2 separate regions of the Ovis canadensis genome follow, and region 2 is linked to region 1. The links are chromatin contacts, called in public Hi-C maps. All regions are on one chromosome and are shown on one strand. The core of a region is the stretch at or near the end of the contact, and the rest is flanking DNA. Distances in the headings are between cores, read along the strand shown. Region 1 overlaps RBFOX2 (RNA binding fox-1 homolog 2). Region 2 overlaps RBFOX2 (RNA binding fox-1 homolog 2).

Evidence for each region. Hi-C and Micro-C count contacts between places; a contact is called where the count stands out from the background.
Region 2: a contact with region 1 is called in a Hi-C map of fibroblasts, with 2.4 times the contacts expected there. The contact joins two enhancer-like sites. A contact is called at or near these places in 2 of 2 Hi-C or Micro-C datasets (fibroblasts and lung).

What each region holds. Positions count from the first base shown.
Region 1 is chr3:185,274,039-185,279,930 of ARS-UI_OviCan_v2, forward strand. RBFOX2 (RNA binding fox-1 homolog 2) reads right to left here. Exons shown (of 14, transcript XM_069581115.1): 6 at 2,972-3,064; 7 at 119-179. Among named protein-coding and RNA genes, the nearest start is that of MB, 100 kb to the left of the region's middle. Within about 2 kb of position 1,868, the one cell type or tissue checked has open chromatin away from gene starts, as enhancers often do. A contact at or near this core is called in fibroblasts, where this site is marked.
Region 2 is chr3:185,416,704-185,423,228 of ARS-UI_OviCan_v2, forward strand. The region is part of intron 2 of RBFOX2 (RNA binding fox-1 homolog 2); the gene reads right to left. Among named protein-coding and RNA genes, the nearest start is that of RBFOX2, 120 kb to the right of the region's middle. Within about 2 kb of position 4,873, the one cell type or tissue checked has open chromatin away from gene starts, as enhancers often do. A contact at or near this core is called in fibroblasts, where this site is marked.

The sequences.
Region 1 (5,892 bases), core at 618-3,117:
GAAAAAAATTGAAGACTGAAATCAAGAAAGTCTTTGATGTTTGTGAAAAGTTCATGTATCTATACAAGAATAGATGACATAAGTGACATTTTCCTGAAGATGATTCGTAGCCTCTTACCGTTTGCATATGGTGTGACCATCTTCTTATTGGTCATTACACGCGCTGTAGCATTATTCACCTACAGGTACAAAGTAGAAAGGGGGGGCAGGGAGGAAGGAGACCACATTAGGGAACATGGAGGTGCTTTTCAATAACAAAGTATTCAGTTTACAATGCAAATTTCAGAGATAATTTATTTAAATACTACAGCAATATAAAATATTAATATATAGTATTTTAATTAAAGTGTTCATTAAATGAGGCTAACAAGAGTAAAATACAGTTTCTTGGTCTTCAAATGGAAAACTAGGGCAACTTTACCACCCAGGACTCCAAAGAAAAAGTACATTTGCAAGTTCTTTGGAGATCTTTTAACAGAGGTCTCTGCACTGAGGAAAATATGGAAAAAATTGGAAAGAGCCCTGTTTGCATGTGAACTTTGAAGTTCATTAATAAAACAAAGGCTTGCTACATTGGTTCAGGAAATAGATTTACAGGAAGATAGGAGAAAAAAAATCTGTGGATCTGATCTGTTCTTATGTTTATCGTTGTTTACATGCTTGTATAACATTTTACTGTTTGAAAAAAAAAGTATAGGAACTTAGATTCCTATGTTGATAGGCTTTAGGACTATTTTGAATTTTCTTGATTATGTGCCCTCCTCATTTAAGAAGAAAGTTTTCAGAAGGCTGTTAAATCAGGCACTTAAAAGAATTGAAAAAAAAATAAAGCTTTATGTTTCTTTTGTTTTATGGTACTCTCTACCCTCATTACAGAACTGCATAATTAAAGCATTCTCAGTGCTAAGGTAAGTAGGCATTATGAAGATGGTGCTGATAAAGAAAAGATGAATGGGGCTTAGAAGCCAGGATCCTGTAGTCAGTCCAGTGTCAGAATCAGCTCCAAAGTTCTTGCAAGGAGGGTAGAGCCTTACCATAGAACCTGGTTATATACTATGCTGTCAGGTACATAGAAACAGACCAGTTTTTAAAAGAATTATAAAACATAAAAATTATACAAAATGTTTTATTTCACTCTGTGGATTTATATTACGTTAAATTTGAATAGCAATAAATTTGCTACCAAAAACTCCACCAATTTTAGGTGGAGTTGGAACCAAAAATGTTTTGTGTTTTTTTAAGATTTGTATAGTGATCACCTTCCTATGTGAGGAAGAGCTTGAAACTTCATTTACTCTAGTTTGCCCATAAAATCATATCAACATTTCACATTTAAAAAGAAAGAATGGGATACAACAATGATGAGACTGAGAGCATGCAGTTAAAAAACACACACACACAAATAAAAGAAAGAAAAAAACAATCAATTTTGGAAAGACGGGAGAAAGTGAAGAGCGAGGCTCTCACAGACAAGGATTAGAATGGGTCAAGAGCTTCTACTAGCTGCTAGAGCAGAAAGCACCCAAGCACTTAAAGGAAAAATGGCCAGAACCAATCAGAAACCACCAGTCAGCAAAGAGACCAATAGCTGCACAGAACAGAGAAGGGGCGGGAAGGACTAGGGCGGAGGATGGGAAGAGAGTGGGTCAGGAGAACAAAAAGCAAGGGAAGAGAAGAGAGAAAGTCAGGAAGGCTGTCACGGGCAGGAGAGAGAGCTGTCAAGGGCAAAGAAGGGACAGTCATAGCTACAAACAGAGGTCTGGGAAAGGAGGAAAGGAAGTAGGGGCAGGAAGTGCATTAATAAAACCAGCCAAACTGGAGTTCAGTAACTCTGAGTAAGATGTGCAAGGGGAAAAAAATCACCATGACGTCAGTACTCAAACAGCTCAGACGGCTACAAAACAATATGTACATCCAGAGTCCAGGCGGCATTACTCAACAGCATTGAAAATAAAAGGGGGAAAGGAAAAGGAAGAGGAACAAGTCAAATCACATTTTGTAGTGTTAATGTGAGATGGCAGATGGACTTTTTCTTTCTTATTTGTTCGTAATTACATTTTTAAAAAGCTTCTTCTCTAGTGCTTTGGTTTCACTTACCGCCAACGGGCACCATCGCCAGCATTGTGTATAGTTACCATGGAAAGAGTGAGTCAAGTGAAGGGCCCTAAATGCTAAACCATTGGAAAGGGAGGGGGGGAAAAAAAGCAAAATATGCAGACATCTTACTCAAAATGGTGGCTTTTATATTTCATACTTTTAAAAACTGGGAAAGGGGAAAGGAGCCAGTTAACCTTCACCGTGTGATGAAAAGGGCCAGTGAGCACCAGGTGGCCAACTCAGTCTCAGTTTTAGTACATGCTACAGGTGGCCACCCAACCCTCTGCTGGAGAATTTTACCCAGTAATTGCTGAAATTCTGGATATTAAATATATTTAAAAACCACATGAGTTTTGGATTCTTTCCTCCCCACCTCCCAACCTCTACTATCTTTTATTCCTTACTTATTAGACACAGGTGGAGGCAAACTGGACTCCCAAGAGAGAGAGGATACTGGCTGGCCCCTTGATTCATTACAGGACACACTTCTAAACTGGACAGTTTTTAGACGTTTTCAAAGTTAGTTTTATTTTGGCCTGATTACAGGACTTCAGAGTCTCGCAAACCGAAGCAAAGGAAAAAAATCAAGAGAGTAGAAGGATGAACATCTCAGAGGAAAACAGTAAATGAAATCAGATACATATACATTCGCACACAGGTAAATTGAAAGGAAAACCCCCAAACAATCAAAAAATGGGGGGGAGGAGGATAGAAGTGTTATTTTACAGCATTTTAGTGCAAGAAAGTGAAGGACACAGAGACACAATACACACACCACACACAAGACAGGGTTCCAAATGTGAAGTAAGTGAGGCAATACATAAAAAGAGAAATAAAAATATAAACCAGAAGTTGAATTATTGAAGACATGCACCTCGATTTTACGGCCCTCTACCACGGTGCCGTGTAATTTCTCCCTGGCCCTGTCTGCATCAGCACTATTCTCGAAAGTTACGAACCCGAATCCCTGCATGCAGCGGGAGAAGGGGGGAAAACATGCACATCGTTATATTGAAGTACTCATTTCTTGGTAAATAGAAAAAAAAATATCACAGTATGAAACTGACATCAGCAACAACTCAGCAATACTCTCCCAAAGTCACATTGTTGGTCCATGCATATTTTGTAAAGGGAAATGAAATCCAATAAAAGGATAAAGAACTATAGTAGTAGTGATAACAGTAATAATGTGATTAACAACAATAATAATGAAATAAAACAAAAAGCATGTGAGGCCAGACCAAAACTGAGGTATAGAGTTACTCGGGTCAAACTAGTCAACCGAGAACCTGAACATTTAAAAATAATCCTATCTTTCTCATTTCATGCTGTTAATGTACATGTCTCTTTATCTAATACTAAAAAATAATCAAATCTATTACTCCTCAGCAACTTCTATATGAAGCTTGATATTTGGGTGCCAGCGTCATAAAATGAATTTGTTAGGAGGTCTGACCATTTTAGCTTCACTTGGCCTATGTCTTACAGCACCATCAATTCCTCTGGGAACGGAACAATTTAAGACATAGTGTGGATGTTTGATTCGTGGGTACTGGGTGTGGGAGAAGACAGCACTCATGTTCGTCTAAGCAAATGAAAAGACCATTAGGCAGTGGTCGATTATAACTTTTCTTCAATGTGAATTTTAAACAAACAGATTGACACAAGAGTAAGAATATATTCAGCTGGAGCTCAGAAACTGCTTATCCAGATCTGCCTAAATTATACATCTGTTGAAGCCTACTCAATGTGTTCGTTTCTTTCCATATGTAGAGAGAAAAGGAATCGTTAAAAGATAGTGGGAGTGAGATCTAGTTGGTGACATGAACTGCGTACTATTCAACAGGAAAGAATACCATAGAACAGCAATAGGATTAATTTATTTGTCCACCGTAGACACTGGAAACAAACAAACCATGAGGCTTTCATTCGTCAGCAGAAAATGCAGGAGACCAGGGAGCCAACCCGCTTTACTCCTTTGTGTGTAAGCGCGTGTGCTGTCGCTCAGTCGTCTCTGACTCTCTGCGATCTTATGGACCACAGCCGTCAGGCTCCTCGGTCCATGGGACTCTCCAGGCAAGAATACAGGAGTGGGATGCCCTTTCCTCTACTTCCTTTGTTCACGCTATATCTGAAAAGCCAGTCTGGGTCATCATCCTGCTACCAATTTCAACACCAGCAGGATGTACTATATACTACAGGGCTATTTCAAAAAGCACTTCATCAGCTTCATTCTAGGCGCCTTGTCCTTGTCTCGCTACTCAGCAACTATAACAATTTCTCAAGCTATTTTCCTCTGTAGAGCGGTAACTTCTTAGAGTTTTCTGAGACAGTCCTCATTTTTCAATAGCTTCACTGTCCCTCCAGCATTCTTTGAATATTCCATTGTAGGATAACCTGAACCCTTTATTTTTACGGAAGTTCTGCTTTGCTGCTTCATCCATGAGCACTCCTATATATATGACACATATTCTTAACTGAGATGGCCAGCAATATGCACTGTTCGACAAGATTTTTTATAAAAGCAATTTCATCATTCCGAAAGATCTGATGACTCAGCATCTAAATGATTATACGATTGGGTAGCAATCCGTGGAGGATTCCAGTGGATTACCTCCACCTTCAATCTGGATATCTAGAAAGTGAAATGCTAAGCTGAAAAGAATTTTTTTGTAAAAAATATATAGCTTAGGATATAATACTATGGGTAATTTTAATGAAAAATGTTCCTTTAAAATGTATATGTGTTGAAAGTATCAATGGGAACTCATTTTCAGAAACAAATTTTGATATCAAGATGTTATAGCCACTTTGACAACTCAAGTTGTACAAGGGCAAGCTACTAATTAATTATTCCATCTATCACACTAGCATCTAAGGCAGGAAGCCAGTTCTCCAATCCTGGAGAGCCCTCCAATAGGAAAGTCAAATCTTTTAAAAAAGGTTGCAGGTTGTAATGAGGTTTTGTATCACATTTTAGAAGTACTATAAGCTGTATTTCAACTGTTTGTCACAGCCTCATACATTTGATACCTTCAGTTAAATTAGTGAACTATAAATTATCTGATGTCCAACTAGCACCTAAGTTTTTAATTCTAGCATTGACTATCTGTATCTGTATACCCATATACATACATACATACTTGTCTTTTAAATACACCCATGGGTAGAAAGGATTAACCTGTTGGTCTCCTTTTGAAGTAAAGACATGGAGTCAACCTGAGGTTAAGGACTCAAGCATCAACAAGGCCCAGAGCAACAGCAAGGTCTTCTTCCTTCTGTGTAGCTTTTTTTCTACAGCTAATGGTGAGAAAATTAGAAATTACACTTCGAAATCTAAGTTCTGAATTCCATTAACTAAATTACATTAGCCCCACAGTTTTTTAAATTTCTGCTTTCAAATCTAATTGTTAAATGTGTTCTATGATCCTCCTTTCTGTAATGTGTTGATGGGCCATCTGTGACACAGTGGCTGCATGGTATCATAAGCACTGGCAGCTCACGGTCAGCAAATGACAAAGTTTAACATTGAAGCCTACATGTGTAAGATTTTTTTCAATATGACTTTAGTATTCTGGAACAAAATTTCACTTTTAAATGCTTTTAAAATATTTTATAAGGAAAAGTACTTATAAACTAAAAGAAACTCTAATTAAGGTAGCAAAGACTTAAAAATGAAGCCATCTTTACAGGCATATTTACTAACCTAAGAGGAGGAAGAAGGCCTTGTTGATAATTTTGGGATTTCTTGATAAGAAACACAGAGCTAAGAGGATTTCTTTCTTTCCTTCAAAG
Region 2 (6,525 bases), core at 3,623-6,122, 150 kb after region 1:
TGTCCGACCCTCAGCGACCCCATGGACTGCAGCCTACCAGGCTCCTCCACCCATGGGGTTTTCCAGGCAAGAGTACTGGAGTGGGTTGCCACTGCCTTCTCCGATTTTCTTCCTAATAGTTACCAAAATCCATAATTAGTTAATATATTCATTTGTTTTCTTATTTGCTACAGATTTCTCCATTAGAAAGTAATATTTTTCGTATACAGCATACAACTGAGATCTTCTGCTGTGGGTCATTTTATTCTTTGACTTTTTGCTAGGGAAGGTCAAAGTTATTTGTAGGAGTTTCTGGCACTCTGGTTAGGCAAGTGTCTAACCAAGTCCTATAAATAAAGTTAGAGCGCAACTAATATGACCCTAGTTACCAAGAGGACTCAAAGTCTTATCACAGCTGCAAACCATAAACACAGGCCAGCACCAACAGCTTTAGAATGTAACAGCTTGAAATAACCATAACATTAACATGAAAAGCAATTTCAATTTAATTATTTACCTTAAGCTAATTTGAGTTGTTGTTGTTCAGTCACTCAGTCATGTACAACTCTTTGCAACCCCATGGACTGCAGCATGCCAGGATTCTCTGTCCTTCACCATCTCCTGAGCTTGTTCAAACTCATGTCCATTCAGTCAGTGATGCCATCCAACCATCTCATCCTCTGTCGTTCTCTTTTCCTCCTGCCTTCCATCTTTCCCAGCATCAGAGTCTTTTCTAATGAGTCGGCTCTTCACATCAGGTGGTCAATGTATTGGAGCTTCAGCTTCAGCATCAGTCCTTCTAATAAATATTCAGGACTGATTTCCTTTAGGATTGACTGCTTTGATCTCCTTGCAGTCCAAGGGACTCTCAAGAGTCTTCTCCAATACCACAGTTCAAAAGCATCAATTCTTCAGTGTTAAGCATTCTTTATGGTCCAACTCTCACACCCATACATGACTACTGGAAAAACCACAGCTTTGACAATACGGACCTTTGTGGGCAAAATAATGTCTCTGCTTTTTAATACGCTGTCTAGGTTTGTCATAGCTTTTCTTCAAAGGAGCAAGTGTCTTTAGTTTTGTGGCTGCAGTCACCATCTGCAGGGATTTTGGAGCCCAAGAAAATAAAGTCTGTCACTGTTTCCCCATCTACTTGCCATCAAGCGATGGGACTGGAATGCCATGATCTTTGTTTTTTTTTCAATGTTGAGTTTTAAGTCAGCTTTTTCACTCTCCGCTTTCACTTTCATCAAGAGGGTCTTTAATTCCTCTTTGCTTTCTGCCATAAAGGTGGCGTCATCTGCATATCTGAGTATCTAATCTGAGTATTACATTCTAAATCGCCTTCTTTCCAATACTATAAGCATGCATTTTGCTCAGTACAATAAAACAACAGCATCCCAAACCAAGATTTCCTATAATCAAGCTCACCGTTAATTATTTAGTCTAGAACCATACATCCAACAGAGTAGCCACTAGTCATGTGTAGCTATTTGATTTTAATGCAGATTAAAATTTCTGTTCTCCAGTCTCATTTGCCTCAAGTCTCAAGTGCTCAAGAGCCACAAGAGCCTAGTGGCTACTAATAACGGACAGGGCAGATATAAAACATCTCCATCATCACAAAAGATCCACTGGACAGAGCTATTCTACAACATGGTAATAATTAGGAAACAAAGTGAAAGTTGCTTAGTTGGACTCTTTACGACCCCATGGACTGTAGCCCATCCAGCTCCTCTGTCCATGGGATTCTCCAGGCCAGAATACTGGAATGGGTTGCCATTTCCTTCTCCAGGGAATCTTCCTGACCCAGGGATCGAACCCAGGTCCCCTGCATTGCAGGCAGATTCTTTACCATCTGAGCCACCAAAGGCCCTCTAAATATCCTGAATATCAAAATGCTCATGCACTTTCATCAGCAGGAAAGCTCTGCCAGGCCTTCTTTTAATCTTTTTTTTTTTTAATTTTAGAAATATTTCTTTCCTGATTATCTGGCTACTTACCCACTGAACATTTAAAAAGCAAATTAGGAAAGGGAGCTAAGAAATAGTAGGGAATAAGTACCAAAGGAAAGAGAAATATTATGTGAGAGGCAGCCACATCAGATGCAAGAGACCAAGAGAAAAAAATCTAAAAAGCAGATAAGTTATCAAAAAGCAGACATATTAAAATAAGGTCATTTAGCAAGGCAAAAACCATGAAAAGCTCTTAGATATCACTCTTTTTCAGTCATAAGCAATAATTGATGTTGACAACTGTGTTAAAACCATTAAGAAAAGTATAACTGTTAGAAAAACTGTAGTTAAGTAACAAATTTTAGAAGGACTAAACTATATAGCTAAGTAATACATTTAAGAAGGACTTACTTCCAAAATAAATAATTCTTAAACATCCTGATGCTTAAAGAAGGGAAAATCCCCTCAGCTAGTTGGAATACTTGACCACTAAAAATAACTCATTTCTAAAGTATTCTGCATAGTCAAATTGAATCAAAGAGTTCGGCTTAACCAATATGAATGAATGTTGCTTACAGAGCAGGTGCAGACATAAGAGCAAGACAAAGTTCTTCTGTTAATGAATGATGGTTCACCCAGACAATGGGCACTATATAGCCTTGCGGGGTGGAGAAGGGACATGGCATCTCTTCGGGTGATAAAAGAAAGGTTCAGAACAATGTATAGCACAGTGCCACTGAATTTCTTTCTTTTTTTAAGTAGGAACTATATACAAAAGGGAAGACATCCATTGCTTCTAGGGGAAAGACACTGGGGAATCAAGGTAGGAACTAGGGAGCAACTATTCACTGTATGGCCATTTGGTACCTGTTGAGTGTTGAATCATATAAATGTATTATTTGTCAAAAAAACATAAAATTTTAAATTAAAATAAGCAAGTTCTCTATCCCCAAGAAACGTATAATTTAATAGCTGATCCAGGCTTCAAAAAACTGAAGGAAAATTTACACGTTTTCCTTTACTAATGACTAGACACCTAAATATTTAACACTTCATTTTATGCTTACTAAAAAGCTCACTTTATACTATTTGTAGTCCCAAAAAACTGGTTTCAAAAAACTCAAAGTTGAACTTATATGGAAATTTCACTGATCCTTATTATCTTCTACTAACTTTTTTAAAAAAGTGTTTACATAAAGGTATATACATCTCAAGGGAGAAATCACTTTATTGGACAACACAGCAAAGACTGACTGAAGAGGTTCCAAGGAAGCTACAGAATGGTCTTCTGCACCATATGGGAGGTAAAGTCATGTCATTCTGATGGTCCCCGAGGTTGAGAATGCTAGTGGTTCCCCAATATCCTTTCTTCCTCAGTAACAAAACCCCAGTTTTCATCCAGGGATTAATACACACACCCTCCAAGAAAGGGCTGTATCTCCCAACCTCCGCTGCTGCTAGGTGTGGCCATAGGCTAAGTTCTGGCCAATGAGATATGAGAAGCAACGTTATATGGGACTTTTTGGAAGGTTTCTTAAGTAGGGGAGGGGAGCTTTTTCCTCCTCTAAACTCTCCGTGGAAATGCAGGAATGACGGCCGGAGCTGTAGCAACCATCTGGGTCACATCCTACAGGCAGAGAAGCAAAGAGCAGTGAGGATCCTGGATCCTTGATAACCACTGAGCACTACACCAGCCCTGAGCTGCCTACTTCCATACTCCGTTTTCATCAAAGACAAGTCTTGTTTAAGCCACTTTGGGGTAAGGGGAAAGGAGGAGGGGGATTCTGTTGCATGTAGCTGAACTCAATCCTAAGTGATACTTTCAACAATTATTTTACTGTAACTTTACAAATCAAAGTTCAACGTCACAGAAAGCTCTATACATATTAATAGTGTACACGCCTCACGACAAAGACAGAGACTGCAAAGAATCCTGAAATGTCTAGGCTGAAAGTCTTGGCCAAAAATCAACTTGTCTGTCCCCACAATCTGCTGCTCCTAACCATTCTACACCAGTATGACAGAAATGAAAATTCAACTTAACAATTCCTGAATTTCAGTAATAAAAAAGTCAAATATATATACTTTCATTTTTGTCATCTGTAAAATGATAGTAATGACACAGGGTTTTCTTCAGACCCAGATACAAGAGAGTATGCTAGCTATTCTGTAAACAGAGCATGATTCACTATCATTGCCATTACCACTGTAACGGCTGGCTGATAAGTGTGAGACACAAGAAAAATTAGATGAAAGCAAACAGACAGAATCTTGGGTTTGGGACGCAAGGAATTCCACGAACTTGTCGAACCTCTTTCACCAACTTTCTTATCTCTTTATCTATCAGAAAAATACTACATCAGGAACTTCAGCTTCCTTCTTAAAAGCACTGGGAGAAAGAAAGGAATTGAGTGGTTATAAAGGGGAGAAAGAGACCAGTAGAAAAGGGTTTAAAGCAGTTGGTGAATATGACATTTAAAATATATTACCATGTTTTTAGCATTTCACAAGCTGTCATTAGGTAGTTCAACAATTTATAAATTGATGCTAGTAATATTTCTTCTATTTGATTTATTTATTCTAAAGAAAAATACTAAACACATAAATACAGTTTCTAATGAGTATGCAACAACCTATCATTTAAGAGTGAGATGCCATCTTTGAGAAATAAGGATAAAATGTGAAGTACTACAAGCAGGAAAAAGATGTTTAACATGTACATAGGCCATATATTAAAACAAAAACAGCTTAATTGCAGTCATTTTTTAAACTGCTTTTATTTCTGCACTTAATGATTTAACTTCTCCAAAGCTAGTTTTGAAGTCTGAAAAAAAGTAAATGATTTCACTTTTTGAAGGCATTATTAACTCAACTTTGAGACCACGTCTGGTGACTAATCCACAAAGAGAATGTACGTGAGTCACACTGCGCTCTGTTGTGCATGTCACTAGATTTCGAAAAGAATCCCACAGTCACATAACTTTGAGAAATATGCTTTAAGCAGTTTTACTATTTAATGAATGTCAGCTTTTCCTAGTCTTCTCATAGGCTACTAAAACTAATAATGCTTCTTACTAATTTCAAATATACTCACACGAAGAGAACAAACTATCCAGAGGCGTCAGAGACTGGCTGACAGGCAGCTAGATGCCAAGTATTTGCTGCACAATTTAAAGGACTACAATCAGGATAAGGAGAGTGTGAGGAACAAACTCAGACAGCTTGAAGGATTTTTTTGTTCCCCAGAAGGGATACCAAAGGTATGGCCGATTCATATATTCTTCTGCTCTGAATGGCCATAGCCAAGCAGCTTTAACTAAGCAGTAAGATTCCTGAAGAATTAGAACTACTCTGTCTTTCTTAGATGATACACTTATCATCTCTTTATGCCCATTTATGAGTCTGAATGAGTCTGAATATACAGCTAAGGTTTGAGGGACTCCTGGACTAGCAGAAATGAAATAACACTGTCTTCTGAGAAGGCAACCTACCTAATACTCCACACTAAACTGGACCAGACCATTTGACCTCAGATCTAACTGAAGGATGGCTTCAATATGCAAGTCCTCTCAACAGTTAGTATGCATCAACCTCTATAAATTTATTTTCAGGCTATGACTACATTTTTAATAACATAAATGAGTTCAGTGGGACTTACTTTAATGGCTTCTGAAACACAGTTTATTTTTAGTAAATATAATAGTCCCCCACATGGGAAGCTACAACCACGCCAAAAATGTCCTAAGAGGAGATAAAATCCTATTTATAGGCCTATCAGTTGCTCCTTGCTTAGGTTGTAACATAGTTTCCACTTTAAGCCTGATATGACCTCCCCTGACCTCTCCGGTCTCTAATGTTCTTTTCATCCTGAAGTTTCTCACATTTATCTTTATCTCCACAGGGTACTTAAATTAAGCTACTATGGAGTAGGGGGAGGGAGAAGGAAGAAACTTCATTCCCTACACGTTCTCCCACCTCAGAGTTTTAGGTTAAGTTTCAGGAACCTAAAAAAGGAAAAAGAAGAGCTCTTCCCTGGGTGGGCTTTGTGGAAGGACACTCATAAATATGCAGCAGCCATCAAGGACAAGGCCACCGTGAGCCATGCACACAGCAAACAGGCCTACTGATGTCTCTGTCTGTGTGGACTCAGCTTGAAGTCTCCCAACTTTTAAAAACCAACAGGAGTAAGTGGCAAGGCATTTCTAATATAGAGAACACTATATTAAAAAGCTAAGGGGCAGGGGGCGGGGGGATGCTAACCTGGGAACCAGCTTTTTTCCCTAACCATGCAGTTTCCGCAGGGATTAAACTGTCGTGGTTTACACTGGCTATTGCCACCTTTACGCTCCCTATTCAGAATGCTAACTGTGGAGTCTTCCTTCCCAGTCTCTGGCTACAGCTCCATCCACAATGTTAGGGTACTTACCTTAATTCTGTGAACCATTTCCATTGCCTTGTCACTGAAAGTGACCAAAAAACCTCGAAAAACCAAAAACCTCATCTCACCCCAGCTCTGCCCCATTGCATACCCTGGATGAAACTGTAAAGTAACTCCGTCTTTACTACTCTGGCAAACCCTACTCCTTTCATC